Regions from separate parts of the Mus musculus genome. Here all the other regions are linked to region 4. Evidence: chromatin contacts called from public HiChIP or PLAC-seq and Micro-C data. All regions are on one chromosome and are shown on one strand. The core of a region is the stretch at or near the end of the contact, and the rest is flanking DNA. Distances in the headings are between cores, read along the strand shown. Region 1 overlaps Gm32849 (a long non-coding RNA gene). Region 2 has its middle 33 kb from the start of 9130015G15Rik. Region 3 overlaps 9130015G15Rik (RIKEN cDNA 9130015G15 gene). Region 4 overlaps Nav2 (neuron navigator 2).

The links. A called contact is a pair of places that touch in the nucleus more often than the background predicts. HiChIP or PLAC-seq counts read pairs in DNA pulled down with a chosen protein or histone mark.
Region 1: a FOXA1 HiChIP or PLAC-seq map of pancreatic cancer cells shows a contact between it and region 4. The contact joins two enhancer-like sites. A contact is called at or near these places in 1 of 115 datasets of contacts at active chromatin or transcription factors (pancreatic cancer cells) and 1 of 9 other capture datasets (pancreatic islet).
Region 2: a FOXA1 HiChIP or PLAC-seq map of pancreatic cancer cells shows a contact between it and region 4. The contact joins two enhancer-like sites. A contact is called at or near these places in 1 of 484 Hi-C or Micro-C datasets (nephron progenitors), 1 of 115 datasets of contacts at active chromatin or transcription factors (pancreatic cancer cells) and 2 of 9 other capture datasets (adipose tissue and liver).
Region 3: a contact with region 4 is called in a Micro-C map of the AtT-20 cell line, with 8 times the contacts expected there. The contact joins two enhancer-like sites. A contact is called at or near these places in 1 of 15 datasets of contacts at CTCF or cohesin (pro-B cells), 8 of 484 Hi-C or Micro-C datasets (the AtT-20 cell line, the HL-1 cell line, Sertoli cells and 4 more), 3 of 115 datasets of contacts at active chromatin or transcription factors (VIP interneurons and embryonic stem cells) and 1 of 9 other capture datasets (adipose tissue).

Annotation. Positions count from the first base shown.
Region 1 is chr7:49,090,406-49,097,883 of GRCm38.p6, forward strand. It overlaps Gm32849 (a long non-coding RNA gene), which reads left to right. Exons shown (of 2, transcript XR_391458.3): 2 at 1-7,478. It also overlaps a transcript of Nav2 not described here. Among named protein-coding and RNA genes, the nearest start is that of Gm32849, 53 kb to the left of the region's middle. Within about 2 kb of position 3,441, at least 69 of the 459 cell types and tissues checked have an H3K27ac peak or open chromatin away from gene starts, as enhancers often do. A contact at or near this core is called in pancreatic cancer cells, where this site is marked.
Region 2 is chr7:49,191,513-49,198,270 of GRCm38.p6, forward strand. It overlaps a transcript of Nav2 not described here. Among named protein-coding and RNA genes, the nearest start is that of 9130015G15Rik, 33 kb to the left of the region's middle. Within about 2 kb of position 4,524, at least 40 of the 459 cell types and tissues checked have an H3K27ac peak or open chromatin away from gene starts, as enhancers often do. A contact at or near this core is called in pancreatic cancer cells, where this site is marked.
Region 3 is chr7:49,130,958-49,138,293 of GRCm38.p6, forward strand. The region is part of intron 3 of 9130015G15Rik (RIKEN cDNA 9130015G15 gene); the gene reads right to left. It also overlaps a transcript of Nav2 not described here. Among named protein-coding and RNA genes, the nearest start is that of 9130015G15Rik, 28 kb to the right of the region's middle. Within about 2 kb of position 4,699, at least 5 of the 459 cell types and tissues checked have an H3K27ac peak or open chromatin away from gene starts, as enhancers often do. A contact at or near this core is called in the AtT-20 cell line, where this site is marked.
Region 4 is chr7:49,327,642-49,334,261 of GRCm38.p6, forward strand. All of the region lies in intron 1 of Nav2 (neuron navigator 2), which reads left to right. Among named protein-coding and RNA genes, the nearest start is that of Gm51448, 20 kb to the right of the region's middle. Within about 2 kb of position 4,665, at least 39 of the 459 cell types and tissues checked have an H3K27ac peak or open chromatin away from gene starts, as enhancers often do. A contact at or near this core is called in the AtT-20 cell line and pancreatic cancer cells, where this site is marked.

The DNA of each region.
Region 1 (7,478 bases), core at 2,191-4,690, 240 kb before region 4:
AGCTTTCTGATCAATCCCCATGGTTCTGGTCCACATTGGAGCACACCAGCATGCCTTTTAGCTCCTGGTCTGTCTTAGAGTTGTGTGTGTGTGTGTGTGTGTGTGTGTGTGTGTGTGATGAATGTCTGTGGTTGTGGCAGATGCCCTTCCCCACACTCAGTTGGGCATTCCCTTCACAGAAGTTATTAATCTTGTAAGTAGCTCATTTGTTTGCTCTTCAACAAATATTTAGCGATTTAACATTCCTCTCCTGACAAATGGTACATCTAATGAAATCTGAAGTCACGCCTGACTTATCCACCTGTGTACTTTTCACAAGAAACAGGAGAATAGGTACTGTTTCAAGCATCACAATGCCAATGGGCTGGCTGTTTGCACTCCACACCACATTAACACATTCAGATCCTAACCCCTAATCCTGTTCCAAGGTGATGAGGCAATGAAAAGGGACTCTACAAAACTCTCCCATTCCCCATCTGTCCCTTGAGAATTCAGTAAGAGATCTCTCTGCAAGGCAGTCCCAAAACCTGCCAGTGCCAGCACCCTGCTCTGAGACTTCAGTCTCTAGAATTGTGGGAATAATGCCAGCATCCAAGAGAGGTTCCCATGGCTGGTCCTATAGTGCAGACCATCATCAGCCCAGCCTGCAGATGCTCCATGTGCCCCTTCCTATCTTCTACCAGCAGAATATAGTAGTCCTGGTCGTGGGGCTGCTCCCTGTGCTGCCCACTATACTGCCTCCTGACATTCAGTGTCTCCCCCTTCTCTCCTTCCCATTCCTTTATGGCCCCTCCCCTATTCCACTTTTCCCTACAGACCATGTGGCATTCCTTGGAGAGGGCATGAGCTAGCCAGTAATATCAAATACAAAGGTATCCCAAGAAAGCAGAGCAGGAAAATGCCTCCTCCCCGGCAGGACCAGGGACATGTCCCCAGGTGCTCTGGGTACCAGGTGCTTGGCTGCTTCCCATCCCAAGCTGGTGCTGGCAGGAGACAGAGGTGTGGGTCTCCAGGGAGCAGAGACTGCCGCTGCCGAGTTTCATTAATCATCTGCTAATTGTGGCAAATGGGATTTTACAGTTCCCCAGGCCCTCCCCATGAGCTATGGCTGTACCTCAGGGGCAGAGGCGGGGAATTGCAGGTCAGCCACAGGAATCCCTTCAAGACCCCCTGGCTTGCGCAGAATGCTCTCTATGTGACTCTTGGAAGGAGGGGTGGAATCCTTGCCTTTCTTTCTGCCAGGCCCTAGTCACATCCTCAGTGTAAGTCAATCACACTGCTTGTCAGCAAGCCCGTGGCCAAAAGGGTGACTGGGTGACTCAACTGACTCTCTAAGTGGCACATAATCCCTTCTGAAGGTTTGCTGCTCAGGACCCAGCCTAGGTTACCAAGCCTCATAGACCAAAGCCCTGAATCTACTGAAAAGGAGGAGTTGCTTGCTAGCTGTGGCCGCTTGGTCTCTGGGTCTCTACTTCCTCACCTGTCATGTTTGAGAATATTATATTCCCCTCTCTGGGAAACAGAATACTGAAACTAAACTGCATCCATCCCAGCGTGCCTGGCTGAGGATGCTTTTCAGCATCCATTCCTAAGGGTTTCCTCACCCGCCTAGCTCTCCTCCACCCTTGCTTTTCATGTGATGGTGGGCACAGCTTTACTTAGAACAATGAGAACATGGCTGGGCTCCATACTTTGCTCTGCTCTCTACCACACCCTGCAGGCAGGCCCTCCAGATTGAGTAAGGGCAGGGACCAGGGATAGAAATCTCCTATCTGAAGGCGTCCTAGCAACGATGCAAACCTGGGGCTGTTCTGCCCAGCCTTGTGCTTAGGGGTCAGCTCAAGTATTCCTTTCTCTTTGTCCACTACCATCTGGTCGTTTTGATCAAGAGCCCCAGCCAACTGTCACCTCTCTCACCCCTGTTATATAAGGCACAGTGAGGCAGGGATAAAGCTGGGATTTCAGTGTTTGTAAAGTACCCTCCTCACTGAATGGTTTGGATAACCACGCTCTCTCTTGGGCCCCAGTTCCCTAGTCTGGTGAGTGAGGTCTCCTTCACAGAACAGTCTCAGAGTGTCCTGGGACTTGGGAACATGCAGGATCCTCAGTTCAAGTGGACAGTACAATCCAGACACAGTCACGCAGCGGCCCAGGGAGGCTACAGGTAATGCTATAGCAGACTCTCACAAAGGCCTGCCTCTCCCTCTGCAGTCTCCATACCCACGCCTCACCCTTGCAATAAAGTGAGAACTGGTCCAGAGTGCTCCTGTTTCTTTGATTAAAGGAGTGTGGCCTCCAGAGGCTTCTAATTGGCTGATGAATGATGGAGAGAATGCGGCTTCTTTCTCATGAAGCTGACAGGGTTCATCAGGAAGGGGACATCCACAGTGCTGACGCCAGCTTCTTGCCTTCCTCACAGCTGGGGTGTCCCTAGCTATCCAGGCCCTGTCAGGAACCCCTGAGACCCCCAGCTTCTCACAGTGTATGCCTGGCCTCTGACAGACACTGTCAGCCATTCACAACCACAGCCATTGATTTTAGGCAGAGAATACCTTCTGTTTCCTTAAGGCAGTTTCCCTGAATCGGAGAAAAATTATGAAACATCTGATGAGGGAGTTGTGTGTTGTTGTGGTTTTGTTTTGTTTTTTGAAGACAGGAGAGTGATGATCTGCATGCTACTTCATGATAATCCCCTAATGGTGACAAGATCAGGGTCACAGCTGACCAAGGTGGTGCATGCTTTCAATGCCAGCATCCAAGAGGCTGAGGCAAGAAGAGGACCGCCATGGGTGACACATAATGAGTACCAGGCCAGCCAGAGTAAAAATAGAGATTGGCTGTCTTCTGGCTACTTAACCATATCCATGTAAATGAATTCAACCAACCCACCCCTGGGGTCTCACTGTTTACCGTCCGGGTGTGCATTTATTCTTACTGTCTTTTATGAATGTAACGCTCCTTGCAGAAAGATGTTAGAATGCAGTTTTCGTGAGAAAAACTGAAGCCTGGGAAGGTCAGCCCCTTGTCCACAGGTTTTTGGGCTCCAAAGCCTATTGGACCTGTGTCACTCTGTAGGCTGTCACCCTGAGCTTGAGGTAGAGACAACCTTAAAGTGCTGTCCACTGTCCCCTATGAACTAATACACCCTCTCAAACACAAAGGTAACAGTGGCCAAGTCACACCCAGGCCACAGTCCTCCTTGAGCCCACACACACTTCTGACCAGTGGAAACCACCTCATGCCTGCCCTCCAGTGCTTTCAGACATCCTCCTTTCTCACACGGGCTCAGGCTGTTCCCGCTACCAGGAAGGAAGCAGCCTCCTGTGATGTGAGAGCCACGCATGGGGTCTGAGTCAGGCTCACACGGATCTGTATCTGAGCTCTGCCCTTCCTCACCTCTTGAACTGCTAAAGTTCCCTTCCCCAGAAAATGGAGACATGCCAGGACCTTGTTGCTTGATGAGTCAGAACTCTGGCCCTGCCCTGTCTCCACCTGAAACCAGTCTTCTCTGACTCAGTGGTTAACACATCCACCACACTTGGAGCCACCTCCCATGTCCCTTCCTCTCAAGACCCGTAAGGGCGAAGGCCCCACACTGACCTAATGCTAGATTGTATGTTTGGCAAAGCTTAGACACGGTCTATGGAACAATTTTTCTTCAGGGCTCCAATCCTCACCTGCTTCCTCCTGTAGCATCCTAACTCTCTGCATCCATGTCTCCCTGCTTCATTCTCAGCCTACCATATTCACCTCCCTGGGCCCTGCAGCAGTCTATGTTCTCTCTGTCTGGATCCCTCTGCCATACCACTATGTTCTGATCTTCTCCTGGAGAGCTTCTACACTTCATATAGTTTAACATGTAACTCAGGCCTCCTGTGCTCCCTAAGAAAGTTTGTAGACACCCCAGGCCGACCAGATCCCTACCTCCATGTTTGCATAGTCTCAAGACTGCCTTCTTGCCCAGACCCCACCACATAGTACTTACTGTCTTTGCCTACCTATCTACCTCTCCTGTTTGGCTGTGACCCCAAGGACTGGGCCACCTCTAAGTGGAGACTTTCTTGGCTCTTTGGAGCATCTGCCCATTAGGACAAGCACCTTCTGTGAACAGGGTGTGTGTTGGCTACTGTTACCTATGTGGTCCAGACAGTGTGTTAGTTTGTAAGGGGACAACGCTTCAAGGCTGTGTCTACATTTATATGTACATTTTCTGCTTCAAGTTCAAACCTTGTTCATCAGCACAGCAATTAAAGGCAGCGCCAAATGACAGATGGCCCGGCACTGAGCCTGAACCTTGGCTCCACAGCAGGCCTGGAGTAGGGCAGACATGTCTGGCATGGTAGATGCTTTCATTGATCTAGAGTCCATCTCTAAGGGTGCTGCTGTGGAGCCAGCAGGATGACATCAGTGCCAGCAGTGGGGGTTGGGCCTAAAAGGGCCCATGTCACAGTCCCCTAGGATGACTGGGCAAAGTAGACCATCTCTATTCTAATATGGAGACTTTTTGTTTTATGTTGTGTTATAATAGTTAATTTAATTTTATCTGAAATTTATGGTAGGAGGTTCCAGAATCCTACCTTCCAAGTTTCTTCAACATTAAGAATACCCCCACCCTCAGACAACAGCATCCTGACAGTTCCACAGACAGTTCTGGATTTTCATAGTTATTACTCAAAATCGTCATGTCTAGGTTCTTGGGCATCATTTAGCAGGCAATTAAGATATTAGTGTCTGGCATTATGTAAGAACAGTGTTGGTTGACATGATTCTATGTAAAAGACTACAGTGATACCTTCCCTACTTCCTGTTCGCCCCTCCCCGCTTCCTATTAGCCTCTCCCAATTTCATGTTAGCCCTTCCCCGTTTCATGTTAGCCCCTCTCCATTTCCTGTTAGCCCCTCCCCGTTTCATGCGAGCCCCTCCCCCACTTCCTGTTAGCCCCTGGTGTGAACAGACTGGCTGGGTATTACTCTGTGAATGATACTGGCTTCTCCATAAAAGAAATACCAAGTTAGCATCCATATCGATGCCTAGGCCATAAATTTAAGGCAACATACAGTGCACAGCACCAGCATGGACGCCACAGTTTTAAGTCCACCAGTGCTAGATCTTAACTTGGCCACAGTGGGAACCCCAGAGGGTCAGTGGACAAGCAGCCAAGATGAAGCCTCATGGTGACCTCCAGTGGCTTCTTTTCCTCTGAATGTTTCAGATCATCCAAAATGTTTCAGATCATCAATTCCTCTGCCATGTTCCCACCACAGCCATTCTAGCATATATTCTCTCAGAGAGTTGGGGCCCGATCCCTTCTCAGCTATCTACATCTCCATCCAAGTGAAACAGAAGAGAGAGGTGCAGCCCAGGAAGGTGAGTCCTGCTGTCTGTTGTTAGTGATGTGGAAATTATACATCTTGTTTAAGGAGGCACTGACACATCTATGTACACAGGGAACCAGGCTGGGAAGTGTGAGGCAGCCTCTGTGAGGACCATCACATCAGTGGCACTTCTTTTTTTTTTTTTTTAATATTTTTTATTATTACGTATTTTCCTCAATTACATTTAGAATGCTATCCCAAAAGTCCCCCATACCCTCCCCCCCACTTCCCTACCCTCCCATCCCCATTTTTTGGCCCTGGCATTCCCCTGTACTGGGGCATATAAAGTTTGTGTGTCCAATGGGCCTCTCTTTCCAGTGATGGCCGACTAGGCCATCTTTTGATACATATGCAGCTAGAGTCAAGAGCTCCGGGGTACTGGTTAGTTCATAATGTTGTTCCACCTGTAGGGTTGCAGATCTCTTTAGCTCCTTGGATATTTTCTCTAGCTCCTCCATTGGGGGCCCTGTGATCCATCCAATAGCTGACTGTGAGCATCCACTTCTGTGTTTGCTAGGCCCCTGCCTAGTCGCACAAGAGATAGCTATATCAGGGTCCTTTCAGCCAACGCTTGCTAGTGTATGCAATGGTGTCATCGTTTGGAGGCTAATTATGGGTGGCACTTCTGAGGCGGCAGACAGACTAAGAAGAGGGCCTTGCTTCCTTGAAATTAGTGGCTTTGGAGATCTCCATGCCATCAGGGAAAAGCCTGCTCTCACCTGCTCTTCTCATCCAGCAATGGACAGGGAAGGATTCCGTGGGATCAGCCCTGCCCTGCCCTGCCCTGCCCTGCCCTGCCCTGCCCTTGCCCTTGCCCTTGCCTGAAGATGTCTGCTTCTTCTCCCTTGCTGAAACATAGCCCTAGCATGCATCTGAAGACCTTCTGAGGCTGCTATTGGGAGGTCAATGGTACAGAAAGTATATTCTTGGACCTTGTGAGCAGCTGAGCACTAGAGGACATAAGGAAATGCTAGGTGAAGACCTGAGAGCTAGCACCAGTTTTCTGTTGTTTACATCCCTGCCTTGCCAACAGGTAAGAGGGAGTAGTGGACCTGAGAAAGAGCATTCATTCTCTCCCAGCATCCTGATGACAGTGTCCATGCATGACCCTGGTCCCACCCTGTCCCCATGGAATATATGTCCTCTCTGTCTTTGATTACCCTGTGACCGTAATAGCTGAAGGAGAATTTAGACATCCATTCTCCTCTTGGGAAATAAAACCATGATCAAGCTTCACGAAGACTCAGGCATGACTGCTTGTCCCTCTCCCAAGACAGCTGTCACTGAAACATGCAGATGACAGGGGCTTCAGTGGGAGATGTCCCCTTGGGAACCCATCACCTGAATGCGACTCCCTCTCCCAGTACTGGCAAACACACACATAGCCTTCCAATCCTTACTACAAATATAGAGTCCCCATTTTTATGTGTAAAACTTAAGACTATTCTACTAATATGATCTGTTCAGGCATAAAGTAAATTTATTTTTTCAAACAAGAAAAGCATGTTCTGTTTCCGATGAGTTCAGCGATGTTTCCATTTCTAGAGTTCATATTACAGACTCAGTAGCCTCATCAAGATGGTCGAGAAGGGTTTTTAGGCTTTTTTTTTTTTAATCAAATTTTGGACTATTTGCATGTGCACAGTGAGATCTCTGAAGAGTAAGACCCAAAATTAATTCATATTTCAAAAAGACATTATATACATAGTCTTGGGTAATCCTATATAGTGTTTTTAATAATTTGTATATGAAACAAAGTTTCACGGTGTGGACTCTTGTACAGTGTCATGTAGATGCTCAGACCATCTCAGACCTGGGAGCAATTCAGATGTCAGTTTTGGATTGAGAATGCTCAGCCTCTATTCCAAATTCTACCACTGTCAGGCATACCAGCCACCATTATAACTGAGACCAGTTACCCGACAAGCAGCAACTTAGGGCAAATCTTGGTTCCCAGTTTGAGAGGATTTATGGGAAGAAAGCATGCTGGCTGCTGGTGGGAGTGTGAGAGTGCTTGTCCGGGAAGCAGAGGCAGGTGAATGCTGGTGCCCAGATGGCTTTCTCCCTTTTCTCTTTCTATTCAGAAGGAGGCCCCAGCCCATT
Region 2 (6,758 bases), core at 3,274-5,773, 140 kb before region 4:
GAAACCTGGGAAATGTACCAGCCTGGATTCTTAAAGTATCTGCGTGCACTGACTTAACGTATTCATTTATTCAGTGTGACAGCAGAGAGAGGAGTGCTGTGAGTGCAGAAACAAGCTTCAGAGGGGAGTGGGGAATAGAAGGGACAGGACTAGCTTCTATTAAGCCTCTCTTAGAGCCAAGCATCTTACCATTCACTGAGCATCGACCTGCCAGGTTGCTGTGAGTATCTCATTTGCATATGAGAAAATAGACATGAATCTGCAGACGACTATAGACACAGACGGACAGAATTGGTAGCAAAACCTACTCCCTCTATGGCTGTGAATTGGATAACATCAATAGCTAATGGTTATGCCTGTGTCCTGGGAGCCAGGCCCCATCCTGAGCTTCTTGTGGGTTCGAATATACTTGTACTTGTGTGAGGGAGTTGACCACAATGACCCCCATTTTACAGACCAGGAACAGAGGCTCAGAGCTTAAGTCACCCCTTAAGTGTGATAAACCCTTCTCTGGCAGGGCTGGGAGCTGAGTCTGGGGAGGCCGCTCCTGGACAGAGCCATCCCACCACCCCACATTTTGCCTAGAGACAATTCAAGGGTGACTAAAGACAAGGGTCAGCAGCCTTGTGCTCCTTTGGGACCCTGGCAGAGAAGGAAGAGAGCAGCAGCTCTCTTGATGCATCTGATAGAGCTGACAGGGGTCATTTTGAGAGACCTGGCTCAGGGTGGCTTTCCCTGCAGAGACTGGGCAGCGTCAACTCGGACTCTCCACATTGCACTCTTCTCAGCCCACAGCTTCAGGCCAGGTGTCTCTCTAAATAGCAAACAGAAATGACAAAACACAGAACCTTGACAGGGGCTGTCAGGACATCCCAGCCTATGAGGAGATGGAAGACTGCAGGTGGTTTGAGGCCAGAGTTGACAATGGAGATGAGCCATCCCCAGGAACACCTCAGGCTGGCTGGTGTGAGGACCTCTCAGGCACAGCTTTTATCAGTAGAGCAGCTAGCTAATCAAGTGTGAAACCAAGGCTTGTGGCCAGGGTGGCTGGCTGTGCTGAAGAAGCAAAAAGGAGGTCACCTGTGCTGAGAGGAAGGGAAACCATAGAGGTGGTTGTGGCAGAGCCTGGTAGGGCAAACCAGGGCTGCAAGTGCACACATTGGGGGGCTGCAGTGAATACAATCAGATGTGCTAGTGTGTCCTCCCTGGCTGTTGATGCAAAGTAAAGGCTGCTGGTAGAAGGAGGAGGAGTAGAAATAGGACAGTCTGGGGCTCCAGCATAACCCATGAACTCATCTGTAGGAGCACTGCTCCAAGGGAGACATGTCTCCTGGACACGTGTGATGGCTCATGTGACAGCTGCAGGTCTGAGATGTGAGTAGGATGTGTGAGCAGGTAGAGCCAATAGCGTTGTGATTTGGATGAAAGGTATTTGAGAAGGAAGAATCAGGCATACTATCCAATGCCACCGAAAGTGGACAGAAAATGGCAGAGGGGCAGGTCATGAGAAAGAAGGGGGACTCGAGAACTCTCTTGGCTTTGATCTAGTTGCCAGAACTTCTAGAAGTCCAAGTGGGACTATGGGAGAGGAACTTGGCGTGGCAGATGCAGGGGTCCAGCCTGAGGTGCAAGTTGAGAACGGTTGAAGCAGAGCATCTCCAGAGCTCACTGTGGCCTTCTAATAGACCTGGAAAGGCAGAAGAGCAGAATCAAGCGGCCAGAATTCCGTTTCTGTGAGTGCTCTTTGTGGTGAGAGTCTGATTCATTTCCACGTTACACTGCAGAGCAGCTAGAAGTCATTTCACGCATCTGGTTCACAAAAATTAAAGAACAAAACAGCAGCACCAACAAGAACCATCACCAGTGGCCCAGAGAAGGTGGGTGGGTGGGTGTTACAGATCTGAACTCAACTCAGTTTTCAGTGCCCATATCTTCCTCTGTTTATGCCACACCAGCTGGCTGTCTCTAAGGCTGTATGTACCTGGAGACATGCCTCTGTCCACATTGTGTCTCCTTCCTACTGTGCTCTGCTACTTTCTGGAAGTGTTCCATCCCTGAAACCTAATAGAGCTAGGACCATATCCACCAAGGAGGTCAGTGATGGCAGCCAGGGCAGGCCAGATGGGCAGGGCCTCAAGAGAAAGGCCCTACTAACACTCCTCACCTCTCAAGGACACAGTCTCTGCGTTTAAACACATTCAGCCATCAGAAGAGCCATAAAAAGACCAGTATTATCTCAATTTGATAGAGGAATAAAATGAGTTTTCAGACACTTACTTGTTCAAGTGTCAGAGCTGGGAAACAGGAACCAGAATGTCAACAGGCCTCTCCCTGACACAAATGTCCAAACGTCTAACTATTGGCCATGTATGACAACACACCCATACCAGCTGGCCACAATGGAGCTTCCGAGCACGGTATAACCTAGTGAGCCTTCTGACCACAGTAGTCAGACCACACACATACATACACACACATACACACACACACACACACACACACACACACACACACACATCCACACTGTAGATACAGTTGCTTTACACAGAGACAGTGGCTGCCATGTGCTGGAATGGGCTCTAAACAGTTGAGAGCATCATCTGCATCCCAGCTCTGCAGTCAGGCTCTGCCTTGGGGCTCACAGCATCATGGAAATCTGTAGAGAGGTAATGTGTCAGTCAGCAATGATCAGATTTGAACTGACATTAGGATCAGGGGTGTCCATCTGGAATGAGAGGAAGGTGATACATCTGGGAATGAGGAACACTCCTGTGCTGGGGAGACCAAAAGCAGCTAGATGGGCTGTGGTTCTAGCTCAGCTATGCACCACCCTCATAGCTTCAGCCTTTATTGAAGTAAATGGATGTACTTCTGACTTTCTGACTCTTCTAGTCCTGCGGGGAAGATGGATAATGAGAAATGAAAGTATAGAATGTGTACTAGCCATGATGGCATGTGCCTTTGATCCTAGCACTTGGGAGGCAAGGAGAGGCAGAGCTTTCTGAATTTGAGGCAAGGCCAGCCTCATCTATACATACAAAGTTGCAGGATATCCATGATTTTATATATGTGTGTGTGTGTGTGTGTGTGTGTGTGTGTGTGTGTATGTATGTACATTTATACATATATACATATAGTCACACACCATCTTAAACTTTAATGCTGTGGAGGACACAGGATCATCAGATGGCATGATGAGTCAGAGAAGTTGTCTATGAAGAGTATGCCTGGCTTGTTTTGCTTTTGAGACAATGTCTTACTATGTAGCCTAAAATAGTATAGAACTCACTGTGAAACCTAGACTGGCCTCAAACTCAAGATCCTCCTGCCTCAGGCGCCTAGGCCCTGAGACTGCAGGTACATGCCTCTGTACCCAGTTTCAGAGTTGGATATTTAAACCAGAGCTCTCTGGGATAAGAAGTGAGCAAGATCTTCCCCGGTGGAAGAATGTGTGCTGGCAAGAAAGTGGGCAGATGCTGGAGTCCAGAGCAAAGTGTGCTACTAGTCAAGGGAAAACAGAGCAGGGGCCAGGGCTGTGGCCAGACAATATGGGGCCTTGCTGGCTGTGAGAGGGGAACTGTCACAGTGGGGAAACTCTGGGAGTCCATAGTGTGGTGGGTGGGTGAGTCCTGTGACTTCTGATAGCTGAAGGTGATTTTGACTTGTGGAGGGAAGGCAGGTTGGGAGGAGAGTGGTCAGGGCACAATCATGGGCATGTCGGGAGCTCGGGTAAGAAGGATCAGTAAGAACAACCTGTGTGGTACCAAGGCCCATGGGAAATGGATGCAGGAAGCAGAAAAGCCAGAGCATGCTGATGGATCGATAGCGCCGCCTAGGATGGGTTAGTTCTACTCGGGATCTGAGATGTGGAAGATAAGAGAGAGGTTCAAACTCCATCTCCTTAGTTCAAACCCAGAGCCTCTATTTACTACCATTTTAGCCCTGGGCAAATGACTCAACCCTTCAGGGCCTCAGTTTCCCCAACAATAAAATGGAGATCACAACAGATTCATAGGGCTATTTGTGGGGTTTTTCACAAGGGACTCTGTGTAAAGGCTTGGAGTCACACCTGAGTACAGTAGGTGTTACACAGAGGAAGCGTGCGCTCTTAATAGGAGTCTATTAGTAGGTTTCCACCCCACCATTAAGGGATAAAGACTCTCAAGGCCAATGGCCCTTGTTTGGAAAGAAAATGTTCTGCAGAGCAGGACCCCGGGGAGGAACCTTCTCTCAAAGTGTTTGCATTCCCTTCCCCAGCGTGAACTTGGCAGGCAAAGCTGCTCAATGTAAACACAGGTTCCCAGCTACAGCAAATACCAGGTTAGGCAGCACGGAGGTGGCCACACAAGCCCCAGGGCCAGCCGATGAAACAGGCTAGCTCTGTACTGACCTCACCAGCCCATCTCAGGGCTCCCCGGTGGGGCTGGCTTTCCCTGGAGGCAGGGCCTGGACACCTGTACTGTCTGCTCTTTTTACTGGAATGGCTAGAGATGAGTCACCACTATCACTCACTGCTTCCTAGCCTGGGCTCTGTGAATCACAGACTCCCAAACATAACACTGAGTGGAATCAAGATGAGGAGTCCCTGGGGGGAGCAAGTCAGCATGGAGGGACAGCAGTGCCCCACAGTGTTATAAAGTCGTGTGAGATCAGAGGTCTGTGGGGCCCTGGGAGCAGGGTGGGGGAGGTAAGCATGAGGGGAGGGAAGGAGGGAAGGCTGCAGATCTTAACAGAAGTCAGCTCTAACTCAGTGTCCTCCAACTTCTGCCTCAACTCGGTGTTCCTTGTTCTCCAACTCCATGACCCACTAACCTAGAAACTGACACAAAAGGAACTACAAAGGAGACAGGCTAATCTGTGTTCTACCATAAACTTAAAATGTTTGTATTAGTTATTTTTTTCCCATAACTGCTACAAAATCTCTGACAAGCAACTTGAGGAAGGCATGGTTTATTCTGGCTTACAGTTTGATACATTCCCCCATGGTGAGGAAGACATGGAGGCAGGAGTTGGGGGCTGGCAGGTCACACACTAGGTGTGCAGTTGGGAAGCAGACAGCCATGGATGATGTACACAGCTCCCTTTGTGTTCAATCCTGGACCACCCCAGCCTCTGGAATGGCCCCACTTATATTTAATATGGATCTTCCCGTCTCTCAATCTAGATAATTCCTCTCAGAAATGCCCAGAAATTTGTCTCCCAGGTAGGTAGACTGTCATTCTTTACCAAGGCCATCTTGAGTAGAGTAGCTGAGCCACCTGCATGTGTTACTCCATGAGATTCTCCTGTGAGCATGAGTGGTCAGTAGCTCATGGGGAGTTGTCCCTCTAACTAGAGGAGCAGCTGTCATAGGGAAGGTGTCTGTAGTGTGTGTGCGTCTGTGTGTCTGTGTGTATGCATGCACATATGCACATGGATGGGGGCATGCACCTTTACCAGTGAGCCATCTTACCCATGCAAATGTTCTTAGCATTGGAGAAAGATGTAGCTTTTGTATAGTTCCAATCTTTTAATTTTGGTAAAATATAAACAGCATGGCATTCACTGTCTTACCACGTGGGATAACTGTTGGATGGTGTTAGTTACACTCACTTCCTTGTATAGTATCACCAACTGTCCATCTCTAAAAGGCCTTCATTTCCGGAACTGAACCTTTACCCAGTAAACACCTTGCCATGTCTCCTACCTCTAGCCTCTGACAACGAACTTCTGCTCCATGTCTCTGTAACTTTGACTACTTTAGGTGCCCATGGGGAATCATACATGGTTTCTCCCTTCTTGTCTGGCTTATTCCACTTCACATCGAGTTTTTGAGGTTCATCCGTATTGTAGCACATGTCAGAATGTTGCTCTTTGTTAAAACTAAAAACATCCATTTTCATGGGCACACAATGCTTTACTCTTATTCAGCTAGCAATGAGCGGCTGGGTTGCTTCTGTTTTTGTCATCGTCATCATCATCACCACCATCACCATCACCATCATCATTGTGATGCCTCTTTTAGACTGATTTTGATAAAAATGCTTCAAAGCAAGAAAATTCCACAATAAAGACATGGCTTTCTTCCCTTTATCCTGTGTTTTCACATGCCACAAGGCTTTTACAAATAAGATTTAAAGGTAAAATAGAGGTTGGAAGATGGAGAAGAGCTGGCTTGTGCTCCTGGCCCTGTCTCCTACCTAACTGTATGCTTTGGGAGAAGACCCTTGAATGTTTCATGCCTGAGTCCTTAGCATGTTGAAAAAGGAGGGCCAAGTGTGGACAGTGGTTTGTAAGAGACCATAATGAAAGCAATATCTATAGAGTGTTCCCAACCCCCTCCCTCTTGTCTCCTCCACTAAGGAAATTCACTAAGAAGCCCAGGTTGTTCTTGTGGTAATCTTTCTGTCTCAGCTTCTGGGAAGCTGGCATTATAGTGTGAACTGCTATGACCTGCTTCTATGCTGACTTCTTATCCTCTATCAGATGAACTCCTATTTACGTCCTTCCCTATTCAAAACAATTCGAGACTCCCAGCCCTTTACGCTCCACTTCCTCTTCCATCTTGGAAACCATCAAATTGCTCATCACAACAGAAAGTCCGGCCATACAGGAATGTTTGCACTCTTTTGATGTGAGGCGCGTAGACTCATCTTCTAGTGCACAGTCTCTGAAATAGGGTGGAGATGGCAGCAGTGTGGCCGCCACTCCCCACTCCCAAACCCCAGGGCAGACATCACTAATTAATGGCAGCACTCCTTCCTGCTGAAGCAGACTGG
Region 3 (7,336 bases), core at 3,449-5,948, 200 kb before region 4:
TGTCTTTAGGACATCTCTGGAGTCCTATCTTTAAGACATCTCTGGAGTTCGGGTATCTTTAGGACATCTCTGTAGTCCTGGTGTCTTTAGGACATCTCTGGGGCCCTCTCTGTCTTTAGGACATCTCTGGGGTCTTGGTGTCTTTAGGATATCTCTGGAGTCCTCTCTATCTTTAAGACATCTCTGGAGTCCAGGTGTCTTTAGGACATCTCTGGGGCCCTCTCTGTCTTTAGGATATCTCTGGGGTCCTGGAGTCTTTAGGACTTCTCTGGGGCCCTCTCAGTCTTTAAGACATCTTTGGGGACCCCTCACTGTTTTAGGACATCTCTGGTGTACTGGCTGTCTCTAGGCAATCTCTGGGCCCTTCTTAGTCTTTAGGACATCTTTGGGGAATCTCTCGGTCTTTAGGACACCATTGGGGGGCCTCTCTGTGTTTAAGACATCTTTGGGGGCCCTCTCCATCTTTAGGACATCTTTGGGGTCCTGGTGTCTTTAGGACATCTCTGGGGCCCTGGCTGTCTATAGGATAGAGCAAAGACGTTAACATAGCCTCTGACTTTGCCAGCCATGCTGAACTTCACCTTACCTCCTCGATTCTTGCTTACTACTTTTCTTCTTTTTCAGCTTCAGGTTTCTGTGGCCCTGGAGCTTGGATTGGGGGTGGATGATAAATCAGCATCAGGACAGGATGCTAAAAAGAAAGCAGAGCCATGCTCTGGTTATGGCCAGCCCAGAGTTGGCTGACCTGAGGAATCTCAGGAAGGAAGGGACCATGTAAAACTGAGTCCCATGTCATATCTGTAAGGGAAACTGTGAGGGGCCCAGGCTGGCAAGAATTCATCAGCCTGAGTCCCCAAATACTGTCCCGGTGAAAACTCAGAGCAAGGCCTGCTAGTGTGTTCAACCTACACAGAGGAGACACTGATTGGCGTCTGGGGACATCAGAGAGCAGAAAGTGAGATGCTAGATACCCAAGATGCTGCGAACTCTTAGGGATCAGGGAGGGAGAGAAGAGGGAGAAGATTGCAGAAGCAGACCAGGGAGAGGAAAATAAAGAAGAGAAGGAAACACACAGTCTGAGCAGAGAGAAGCAACCTGTACAATCCCACAGTCTGGTCAGAGTCCCTTCCTGCTCGCCATCACTTCTGAGGTCCCCTCCTCTCACCTGATATATCTCTGAGCTGCCAGAAGACCAACACAGTCTGGCAGAATTTAAGCACAGAGGGACCCTCCTATGCCAGAGTCAATTACCCACCTGTCCCTCTCTGCATTTGGGCCCTGGATCTTTCCAGATGCCCTGAGTCCCTGTAAAAGCACCCATGGAATCAATACATCAAGGGTGACATTATCCCTGTGTGTACTACAGTGCATATTCCAGGACTTACTGCAGACATGGACCCCCTGGGCCCTGGAAGCTGCATTTTAACAAGCACCATTAGCTATCTACATGTGCTCTGAAGTCACAGAGCCACCACTGAAATGTGTAGCCTCCCTGGCCTAAGGCTTATGTGGCCTCAAATCCCAGCAGTATACTGGCAGTGTGCTGCTTTCCGAATGCTTCAGCTCTGGATTCTGTAGCGATATGGCGAAAGTAAAACCTCCTCAGGGTTACAAGAGAATACAAATCAAGAAAACTCATTGGCATGAGGGAAACAAATCTTCCCCACGAATACTAAGTAAATAAAGAGATGCAGACAAACAAATAAATTAAGCATACATAGTCACCAATCCTGAAATATTAAGCAAATAAATATTAGCTGGTACTATGATATTATTTGGAGCCATTCCCTGTTCCTACTGTCAATATGGCAGTCAATGAGGCTACTGCAAGGCAGCATACAAGAGCCAAGCTTCCAGCCCAGCATCCACTCCTGCAAGGGAGATAGGTAAAGCAGGTAAGACATTCAAGTCCGGCTCACCCACTTCTGCAGGCAGGTTGGGTGGGTGCAATGACAATTATGACCAGAAGAGGGAGGCATAAACACGCGTTTCAGAGCAGAGCTCAGGGATCCTCAGAGTGGGAGGCTCTCTGGGGAGGAGGGGGAGGCTGGGATCAGCATTTGTTCTAGAACCAACACACACACAGCACACAACACACATGCACACACTGTTGATAGTAATATCTGGGGATGTTCACAGGCTGAAAGCTTGTTCCCCCAGGTTGCCCAGAAGCCAGGCTCAGAGCCGCTCCATGAGTCTCTTTCCCGAGGGCTCAGAAGCACCTCGTTAGATTTTATTTTTCACCACCCAGTCTGGCCCTGGCAGGCCGTGGGCAGAGTGCTGGCTGTCGTGCCTTTCTGAGAAGGCTCTTGGCGGAGCTCCAGAGTGGGGGCCTCCTGTTCTGTTTGAAGGAGAGTTGTGGTAGGCACTTCACCCAGCGCTCTCAGAAAACTTTCTTAGCTAAAACAGTTGGAAGGGTGAGGATGGGTGGGGTGCTAGGGTGGACGTGCCTGCCCTCCACTCACCAGTCGATTTTCTAAAAGAGGGGATAAGGTAGCCCATGGCTGGAGTACCTGCTGTGTGTTCCTCAGCACCAGACACCCAGCGCTTCAGAGACCTCCCATAGAGGTGAAGCCTGAGGCTCAGAGAGGTCAGGTGACTTGCCCAGAGCCACACAGCTAGTGAACAACCAAGATGATGGCATTTTCCACCTATTGAGAGCCTAGCATACTTATGGGCACAAAGGTAATCATTGCATGTTTGATTGAGCCTATCTGTAAGTCCAGTAAGCCCTTCTGTCTGCCCTAAAGCCTTCCTTCTGCTCCACACTGCCTCAACCCTGGAAAATGCTGGTCTCCATTCCCCCAACCTTCCAAAGGACTAAAATCCCCATTTATTCCCCCTGGCCTCAGCAGCAGCCTGGTGAGAGCTGTGGCCGTGGCTGGAGGACATTCCTGCTGGTAAATGCCTGTCCTGAAGACCTGGGCGCCTCGCTCGGGATGTCCCAGCAGTGCAAAAGTGAGGAGGGGACACTCTGGTTACACATGTCACCTGGCTATCTGGGACTAGGAAAAGCATATTGTTCAAGAGTGATGAGGTGCCGTCCTCTCCTTCCCACAGAAAGTGGCGCCAGCACAATGAACGTCATCCCCCTTATACCCCAGCCCCCAGCCCTGGGGACACCACTGTAATAAGCCTTGGCTGTGTGCAAGCTCTCACCCTGCCTTGTCATGCAGTCCACGTGGCACCATGCAGACATGTCACTTTCCTTCTGAGGGACTCTCCCTCTCCTGAAGAAATACTACAGGTGCCCTGGTATTCAGTGGTAGCTGAGGAAGAGCCCCTGTGTCTTGTTCTTCTTCTCCTGAGAGCTGGGCTTGACCTGCTCATACTGCGGAGTTCTCTTATAAGTGGCCTGTGGGTGAGGCTTGGCCACTCCCATGCAGGGTAACTAAGGTGGCCATTTGAACTGGCATGTGTTTGGGGCAGGAAAGGGGACTCTAGCCCTTTCCTGAGATCTTCATCCAAATCTTCCAGCGGGGGTGGGGGGGGGAACCTAGCTTGTCTGGAATCCACCTTCACTTTCAGGTTTACCCATAAGCTTGGAAGCTCTGTAAGGACTCCATTGCTAAGATCTACCTGTCCCCCTTGGCAGCCACCACGGCAGGCAGATTGAAGTGTTTGAAAACACCTGGGCATGAGGAAACGTGGCTGGGAGGTGTGGGGGAAGGGTGGCAAAAGAAAGCCCGCCTTGATGAACCTGGGAGACAGTCTCCTGGGTAGCATGCCTAAGGAACTTTGCAGAGCCAGAGAAAGGCTTGGAAAAATCCAGATAACTTGCCATGGTCACCTTAAGGCAGCCCTGGCTCAAGTACGTGTGCTTTCTCATTACTCATAAGATAAGACTTCCCACGTACTACACAGGTACTGTCTCGGTCACTTTTCTTTCTTTTTTTTTTTAATTTTTTTTATTACATATTTTCCTCAATTACATTTCCAATGCTATCCCCAAAGCCCCCCCCCCACTACCCACCCATTCCCATTTTTTGGCCCTGGCGTTCCCCTGTACTGGGGCATATAAAGTTTGCCTGTCCAGTGGGCCTCTCTTTCCAGCAACCCTGTAGGTGCAACATTATGAACTAACCAGTACCTCGGTCACTTTTCTTATGGCACGACCAAGAAGCAGTTTGAGGGAGGTGGGACTTCCTGTGGCTCATGGTATAAGGTGAAGCAGTCTGTCCCAGCAGGGGATGCACAAAGTGCGCCTTTGGTCACCAAGTATCCACAGACAGGAAGCAGAGTGGACAGGAAGTGGGGCTAGGTTTCAAAATCCTAAGGCCATTCCCTAGTGATGCACTTCCTCCAGCACGGCCCCACCTCCTAAAGGTTCCACAAACTTCCAAAAGAGGAGGACCACACTCGGTGGGGGCAGGGCCGGGGGGATGACATCAAGTGTTCACACACAGGAGCCTGTGGGGGACACTTCCACTCAAGCTGTAACCAGTGTGCTGGTTTACTCTGTGGAGGCACACGGTTTGTGAAAGGCACCTACGAGTTCTCTTGCTGCCCTTTTTTAGGCAGTGAGGATTCCTTCCTGGTAAGAAAAAAAATCTACGTCAGAGCCCGGAGAATGGAAAGTTTTTTTTTTTCTGTAATATTTATCCCCGCAAAATAAATATTTCCCCTTCTATCCAGGTCCAGCCTATCTCTGTTGACAGCTTCCCAGGTCCTCCTGAAACATCCAGTCACTCCAGGAACTGGGAGCAGGGTGACCGGGCAACTGGGTTTTTTTGTTTTGTTTTGTTTTGTTTTAATTTTGACTGGACTTCTTGTAGCTTGAGAGGAGGCTGCCAAATGACCCAGTTGATTGACTTGCTGGGGAGGGTGGAGCCATGGCTGGAAAGGGAGAGGAAGTGCTAATGAGCATGATCCTGAGGGAAGACCCAACCCCAAAGAGCCAAACTAAGGCTTTCCACACATGGGGTTGGAGCAAGGTAACCTGTTCCCTGGAGTCAGCCTGCAGACACATCCCCACATTTCCATAAGGGTTCCCTTCAGTCAGCTCTGCTCAGAGGGGTAGATAACATGCCTGGCTTGAGATGAGCAGGCTCTGAAAGGGCATCAGTTCTGAGGGCTCTGCCTCCTGGTCCATGGGATGGACTACTGCCACTGCTCTGTGGCTGCAGGGCCCTCTGTGAAACAGGCCAGACTTTGTCATTAGCTGCGGCTCTAAGGCCCACGATCAGTCACTCACTGTCCATGGGGCTTATTTCAGGCCTTTCAATATACATCCCTTTTCTCTGTCTTTAGACTTTGCACAGCCTCCCTCCCTCCCTCCCTCCCTCCTTCCCTCCCTCCCTCCCTCCCTCCATCCCTCCCTCCCTCCCTCCCTCATGCCCTCTAGGGTCCTACTCACAGAGCCTCCCCAGTGCTGAAGGATTTCCCATCACTGACCCCAGCACCCAACCCAAGCACACACCCCTTCACACCTCCTTAGAACCCCATACACCTCCCGCTCTCCCACAGAGCACTGCATCTCAGTATGCATGTCATTTTCTGCACACGCCTCCCCCCCCCCCCACACACACACACACCCCAACTGCAGTTCACAGCAGCAGCCTAGGTGGGGCCCACTCCACAGGATGTGCTCAGTGAACACATAGTAGTTGAAATTAGGGGCTGAACAAACGTGAATCTGCCCCTGTGGTCCTCTTGGTCTGGCATATCCTCTTCCAGACTTCAGGTTACAGCACGAGGTTTGGTTTGGTTTGGTTTGGTTTGGTTTGGTTTGGTTTGGTTTGGCTTTGATCAGCTCCTCTCTGGAGGCCAGGAGGCTTTCAGTGTAAGCCAAGGGTTCGCAGAAAGGGGAACATCAGTAGGAGGTGCAGCTCTAGGGCCAGGGAGAACAGCTGTGGCCCCGAGGAAGGCTCTATGGGAAGTGGATCGGGGCAGGGCAGGGACTGGGCTAAGCTCCACCCCAAGTTTAAGTCCAGGCAAGGGCCAGATAATGGTGGGCTTGAGCAGAAGTTCAGCACATAGTAGGACCTTTCCATCAATTGCTGTCTGTGTGATAAGCACTTCGCGGGCTTGATTCACTGACTTCTGATGGAAATACCTCTTTGTAGAGCCCAACTACTGTTCCTAAGTCAGCCAGGAAAAGAAGGAAAGATCAAGGAAGATGGGAGCTTACCCAGACCCACAGGTAATGTCCGGCCAGCCCTGGTGCCAAGCCTTTGATCCCAAGCACATCCCTGGTCCACTGTGCCCTGAATAAGATCACAGAGAGCAAGAGTCTTGCTATCAGCTCACGACCTTACCCCCCCGAGGGGTGAGGGGCATGGCTTGGGGGTGGAGGCCAGAGGTTGATCTGGATGTCTTTCCTCAGTAGCTCTCCACATTGCTCTAAAGATCAGGGTCTCTTGTAGAACCCAGAGCTGTCTGTTCAGCTGAACTGGGCCCTGAGCCCCGGGGCTCCTCCTGCCTCTGCCTCCCAAGCCCTGGGATTACAGATGCATGGGCTATGCCTGGCTCTTTTTTTTTAACATGGCTTCTGAGGATCCTCAGACTTGCAAGGCAAGCATTTGACTGACTGGGTGTGTTGGTTACCTTTTCTGTTGCTGTGATAAAATACCATGACCAAAAGGCAACTCGATGAAAGAGTTTATTTTGGCTATGGTTGCAGGGAGGTAGAGTCTTCCTTGTGGTGAAGGTGTGAAGCCTGAAGCTGGCTGATGGTGTTTCCATGGAGACATTTGAAGCAGAGATAGAGAACAGGAAGCAGAACCTGTAACCCTGTGCATCTAATGATGCTCTGCCTCAGGAGGGCTCTACCTCCTAAAGGTTTCATATCCTCCCCAAACAGCACCGCTAATCAGGGACCAAACACATAAGCCTATGGAGGCCATTTCTCACCAAATCACCAGGTTGAGCCATATGCCGGCTGCTTTACACACCATTCAGTCACTCCATGGGCACTTCCTCTTGGACTTCCTAGTGCCCCTCTCGGCCCCACAGTCCTTCCTAGCAATTGACTCTCTCCCTTTGTTCTCTAGTAGCTTGGGAACGTCTCATAAGGCTTATTTCTACAGCCCACACAGAGTGCCAGCCCACAACGGACTGCAGGCTGTTAGCATTTTGTCGTGGGCTTGAGCACAAAGGCTTGGACTCAGTTTACCTCAGAGTGTGCAACACTGCATCTCACCGCTTCCCCGTGGTGTGAGCCTGGAGGACAGACTGATTTTAATGTCAGGTTTCATGTGTATGTGGGGTGGGGTGGGGAGTGCAGGCGTGTGGGGTCTCCAAGTTCCGTTGAATGGAAAGCTAGGGAGTGAAGAGACTCACAGAGCTCACTCACTGTCACTGCTTTCTGGAGCAGAAAGTTACAAGAATACAACTA
Region 4 (6,620 bases), core at 3,415-5,914:
AGGCTCCAAGCATCTGGCTCATCTTATCCAGATGACACTTGGAATTTTAATCTTCCAATTGTGGGTTTCCATAAATCTGGGTTGAAACTGTCACCCCCAATCTCCTCTGCTGTGGGAAAATGGCTTTGAAAAGATGTACAGAGGCGGCAGGATAGGCCCAAGGGTAGCTAGCCAGGAAAGGCACTCTTGGGTTACTGGAGAGGAGCCACCAGCAGGGAGTCCCAGGACTTCTCACTGACCAAGCGGCCTCTTTGATTTCACTCCTATGGGAACCCAAGTTGGGACTCCGGGGTTCAGAAAGAAGGTTTTCCAAACATTGTGCTTTGTTTAATCATCTCCTACCCACCTTGACATACCCATTTACAGACAGAGAAAAACTGAGGTTCCCATAGGGCAACTTGCCCAGAGCTGCAAGGCAGATGATGGAGGAGACTTGTAAATCTGTTTAACTGACATCAAAGCCTATGGATTTCCGGGCATGTCTGACTCTGTCTTGTTTAATCTATGGATTCTTGGAGGCAAAAAAAAAAAAAAAAAAAAATCCTTGAAACTCTAGCTCTAAGTTGCTACGACTGCTGGTGACTCCTCTAGCTGTGCTCTGTTAACCCCTCTAGCCCTATCCTGCCCACTCCACTTGGGAAGGCAGATAAGGATTCTGTGTCCTATAGGACTTCATTTGTGAGGGTTAATATGGGGTTGTCACGAAACCACATTAGCAATTCCTGGAGACTGTTCCTGTGACAGGTATGCCCATCAACTCTCCTGGTTAGCTATCATCATTCTTATGTCTGTGAGAATTCCCAGAGACCCCATTGCTTTACCCAGGGGACTCTAGATCACAGGCGAAAGCCTGGCAGCATAGGCCCTTTATAGCAATTGGGAAGGTCAGGGAGAACAAGGGGAGCCTCCACAGGGCATAGACCTTCACTGAGTGAATTCTACAAACACTCAGCGTCCCCGGTAGCTCTTTCTATGGACACATAGCTTGTGACTTGGCACCAGTTACTCAGCAGTGAGTCTGGTAAACTTGGGAGTGAGCTGGCCTGCACCTGTCCAGGACACCTGCCAGACTGGGGAGAGAACACTGCTTCAAGGGATGTTATGAGATGCTTGTAGAGCTTCAGAAAGCCCGTCTCCTGCCTCTGACAGCTTTTCCCGCAGAACATCTGCAGACTTAACACGTTAAGTAAGCATCAGGTCTCAGGTGTAGTGACCACGGCTGGAGTAACTGGCTATATGAAGCCCTTGCCTCCTCTTTTTATACTCATTGCTCCCTAGGTCACATACATTAGTGGGGTATATCAGAGCCCCAATAGATTATATTTTGAGTGGACTCAGTAGCTAGAACACTTGCTTTCACAAAGCCAACTTGGTGGAGGCAGTATTTGAACCACCCTGGTTTCAGCCCAAGTAGGATAGAATGTTATCTTGCAGACTCTTGGAATCTGAGGGAACCCCTGGCATTCTACTAAGTGGATGTACTTTGAAGGAGGCAGGCTTAATGTTAGTGATGGCTTCTGTGTTTCTCCTAGCTGCCTCACTGAGTTTGCATTCTCTCACCAACTAGATGGCAGACAGTTCTTACCACAGGATGCAGCCGCTCCTCACTGGCATTTCTGTATAGGGAGTCTGACTCCAGGACTATTCTGACTAGCCTTGGGTGTAGTCATGTGTCCTGTGCATATTTTAGGTCCCGGGGAGTGAGCCACAACCTCACTGAAGAAAAGAAAGCTGGCCCCAGGAGCTCAGGCATGGTTGCCCCCTTCTGTGCACATCCACAGACCCCATTGAGTTCTCAAGTGTCCAGGGACTGAGAAGCAGGAATGGCCTCCATTGTCTCTAACACATCATGTGGATCAGTTCTTCCCATTGCTAGGCCGATACCTAGAGACCTGCCCAGAAAATCTACTCTCAACCAAATTGTTTCGCTCTGAGAATCCAGATCTGAAACCAACTTTGTCCTGAAATGTGAGCCGAGCGAAACTGTGGCTGATAGCTTTGCCATGCTGTGTCTTTCAAAAGAAAGAAGGGGGAGTGTGTGTGTGTGTGCATTTGTCTGTGTATGTATATGTATGTGCCTGTGTATGTGTTTCCCAATATATATCTATGTCTTCATATTTGTGTGTGTGTCTCTTTGTATGCATCTCTGTGTATGTCTGTCTATATATGTCTGTTTCTGTGTCTATATGTGTGGGTTTTCTTGTCTGTCTCTTGTCTGTGTATATGTGTGTGTCTATGTTTGTGTGTGCATGTGTATGTCTATGTGTATCTCAGTCTCCTAGACCCTTTTTGAGCTATCACTATGCCACAATAGCATCATGAGTGACTATAGAACAAGGTGGGACCTGAGTCTGGTTTAGTCTTAGGTCTGCGTTCTTAAGCTCCCAGCTTTAAAAAATTTCCCCATAGGGGACGATGTGAGCCAAATGAGCATTAGGGCCTTACCTCCAGACCCAAGTGTGTACTTTAATTAATGCCTGATAATTTTCCTCATGGGTTATTAGGATGGAACATTTCAGAGCACAAAAGATGACTTTGTTTATAGGGAGGTTTTGTTTTTTAGCCCCTGAAGTAACCTGATAGTTTATTTTTCTGTCTGATCCCAATCTCCCGGACGGCTGACAGTTTGCCTTTGAAATGAGTCAGCTTTGATCAGGGATGTGGCAGCCAGACAGGTCCTTTTTACTGTCTGTGACTTAGCCCAACCAGTTTGGCAACAGCAAGCTGCATCTCTGGGTGGGGAGTGGAATATGGTGGGCACTGAGGCAGCCTGTGACAATGTAGCCTGTCTCTTGGCCGAAACCAGCAGGCTGGCACTTCTCCCTCTGCTCCCTGCGGGTCACCCATGAAGCATCTCTCTTTGCTGTGTGGGCATGAGCAGCATGGAGCTGAAGTCTCCCACTGCCCACCCTCCATATACACTGCTAAATGTCAAAAGCTTTGTCTTCACAGCCTCCTTCCTGTCCCTCTTTGCTTCACCTGGTCTCTCTCTGTCTGTCTCTGTCTCTGTCTCTGTCTCTCTCTCTCTTTCTCTCTCTCTATAAGGCTTTTCTCTTCCTAAGCAGAGTGCAATGTGGCTGGCCAGGATCTTTGACTTCTTCTGAAGCAGTTTAGGACTCCGTATGTGAAGATACAACCCAGGGACCACAGTAGCCCTATGGGTCAGGAGGCAGGATGACTACGTTGAAGACCACTATAGGAGGATGTGGGGGAGCTGGCTTATGGCCATCTTCTGGAGGTGGAGGGGTGGTTGCAATAAAAATCAGGTCTTTGCTTTAATTTTAGCAATTGCCTTCAGAGTCAGGGGTGGGGTGTGCACTTGAAATCCAAGCACTTGGGAAGCAGAGGCAAGAAGACTGAGAGCAGAGAGTTCAAAACCAACCTGAGCTACATAGTGGCACTCTGTGTCAATAAATAAAACAAAGCAAAGCCACTTTCAGCTTTACCCAGCCTCAGCCTCTGTTGGGTAAGAACAGAGGGCAGTAGAGGGAGAGGGCGTTTCATGGACATCTGAAATGCATTTGTAAGACAAAGACTCACAACCACCCAGGCACCTTGCCACTGTTTGGTTCTAAAGGCTGGGGTGTTCACCGCTACGTTTCTTTCTAGGATCCACACTCAAGTCAACCAAGGGAAGCTTTCCAGGAAGAATATCCAGCAGCCCATGGGGCTAAGAAGGTTCTTCATGACTTGATGTTTGGGAAAACTTAGCATGGAGGTCAGGCTTAGGATTCTATGACAAGATGTCAGCATTGGGCCTGAGCATTTGAGAAGCCCCCTTCTGTGTCTCAGGACCGTCTGACTCTGGGTGCAGGGAGGTGCTGTGATATTCATTATATGGGAAAGGTCCCCTAGTAGATGGGGCCACGTTGACACAGAGACTACATCATTGCAAGTCTCTGTGGTCAGTGGGCTGGCCTCCTGTTGGCATGTCTTTTAAATAAGACAGTGTTCATCTTGGTTTCTTATGAATGATGGATTCAGGAGCAACCCAACGAAGCAGGTAGACCTCGTTGTAGTCGTGTTGGTTAGGAGCAGGACATCAGTGTTTGTTCATCCTGAGAAACAATTTTGGGCAGCAAGGCATAGTCACCGGGGACAGGCCATCGGTGGAGTCTTTGTTGTCCCACACAGGCTTCAAGCAAAGTGTTAGAGGCACAAATATAGGCTGTTCTCCAACCCCAGTATCCATTAACCCTGATTGGAGAGCACAGACAGACGTGTGCAGTGGCTTCCTGTCTGCTACAAGCAGCCCTTTAGATCACGGAGAAAGGCCATTGCTCTCTAGTTCACCACACCCTCCTGCAGACAGTTGCATATTCCAGACAGGGCTCTATCTCCTCCAGCATTGCCGCATCTCATCTCTTGCAAGATTTCATTAAAGCTCCTCCAGGGGGGATTGGAGTGGGGAGTTACTGTGGTGGGAGATTACCAAGGTCAATCCTTCTGCAGTGCTTTCCCTCCTGCTCATTCTTGGCACCAAAATATTCCCAGGCGAGCACATTATGCTGGTGTCATGTATCAAAACTATATAACAGATTCACCAGGCATCTGCTGAACCGAGACACTGCCCCTGATTGCAGTGAGTGTAGTGTTGGCCTTGGGAGTATGGACGAGAACTGCTTCCTCTAGTGAGTGCCAGCTCCCCATTAGCTGAGAGCACCCATCACATAGGAGAGACTGCTGGGGCTGCTCTGTCTAGGATCAGGTTAGAGGCCACGAAAAGACTGAACTGTGGAGCTCTTCATCCTTCCAAGCTCTCTGCTGCATTAGTGGGAGCCACGCTTCACGGTGACTCCATGTGTGGGGGTGGGTCCTCTTGTGAGGTTCAGGAGTCACTGCCATCTCCCGGGTGCCAGTGTCCTCCCTGTGAAATGGGACAGCAATCCTTTCCTCACAGGGCACTGTGAAGTTTCCCTGAGGTGCCACATGTGGTAGATCGGAGTTCTGGTGCATGAGGGAGTTGCCAGACACACAGGAAGTCACTCCCTTACAGACACACAAGTGAAGGATGACACACGGGCCGGGGAGACCATCACTCTCTCCTGCTTGGCAGTGGAAAATCCCTCTGTACAACAGAACCAGTTTTACCTGCAAGCACGAAGGAGCCAAGTGGAAAATAAAATAACCGCAGCCTGATTGGTTTGGCATACGTTTCCTGGGCCTCACCCAATCTGTGGCTTAAAGGATTGGGAAATGGCCAAATAAACATGGGCCTTTGTCTAGGAATGTTTGGCCATGGTAAGGGGAAGCATGGGGTGCGCTAGGATTAAGGCTGAGGTGGCAGGTGTAATGACCATGGCCAGTTGGCTTAGTGACTTTTCTTAGTCACTTTCTAGTGTGTTTGGGTCAGTGTGGGAGGAGCCAGGCTTCGGGTGATTAGGGGAGGGTGCACATCTCTTCTGATCTGTGTAGCCTGCCCTGGCTGAAAACCTATAATAGGCATTCATCTAGTTTTATACAACTTTACCAAAGAAGACAGGATGGGGAAAGAACTCATTTTCACTTGTGTCTCCCAAATATACATCCAGTTAGAGTCCTGGAGTCATTTGTACTCTCTCTTGCCTACCTTGGTGCAATGGCAACCATGGTCCCCATTCCTCTCAGACATGACAACCTAATGCTTGGTTAATCACCAACAAACAATGGTCCAGTTTCGTCCTCTTGAAGTGCAAGGTGGATTTTATCCTGGTCAGCTTTCAGGGATCAGATCTGCGGGGTGGTGTTCAGGAAGGGTGCCATATAAATAGTATTGTGATAGCTATGACAGTCCATTTATTGGTGATGTTGAATGATAGATGGCAGAGTGGAAAATTATTCTTTGTGATTCATCAAACCCATCTTTTCTTCCTTTAGTCCTTCAGTTTGTCATCCATCCATCTGTCTATCCATCCACCCATCCACCCATCCATTTACTCATCTAGTACTTACTGTTACTTGAGTAGACAGTATCTGTAAAGCCAGTAGAAATAGTAACTGTAGGTCTTGTCTTCAGAGACCTTAACAGGTGCAATAGAAGTTAAGAAAAATATAGATGATATGATGAAAAGGGCAAGATTTATTTTTTTGGTGGGGGAAGGGATTAGCATTTGAATCCAGATTTTGTTGAGGATCCCAGAGGACACCCCTCCCCACAACTTGTGAGGCCTGAGCTTTCCAGCCATAGAAGTTAATACCAAGGGACTAGAAGAGGCCATTCTCCATGAGGAATTGCAGGCACCTCCTCCTCTGAGGAGGAACAGGAGGAGGTAGGGGCACCTGCTTACAGTGCAGGTCATAAACAAGTCAGGGAGATTGGGACGCGCTTGTGCAGCGCTCAGACGTGCTTTCATGGTGGATGTGGACCAGAGGAGGCTTTCTGAACTTCACTACAGTCTGCCTAGATATGCAATGGGGTCTTTCAGTTTTTGAGTTCCATTTGGGCTCCGAGTTGGAGCAGTCTCCATGAGGGCTGGCAGCTGACTCCAGAAAGCCAGGCACATGTAGCTTCAGTCACCTCTGCTCATGGCGCCTCCCAAACTTCTCCCTTTCCTCTTTCCATGTGCCATGCTTCTGTGGCCTTAGTCATCCCTTAAGACTGATGTTCCAGCCTCACCGCTCTAGAAATATGGGAGCTTGGA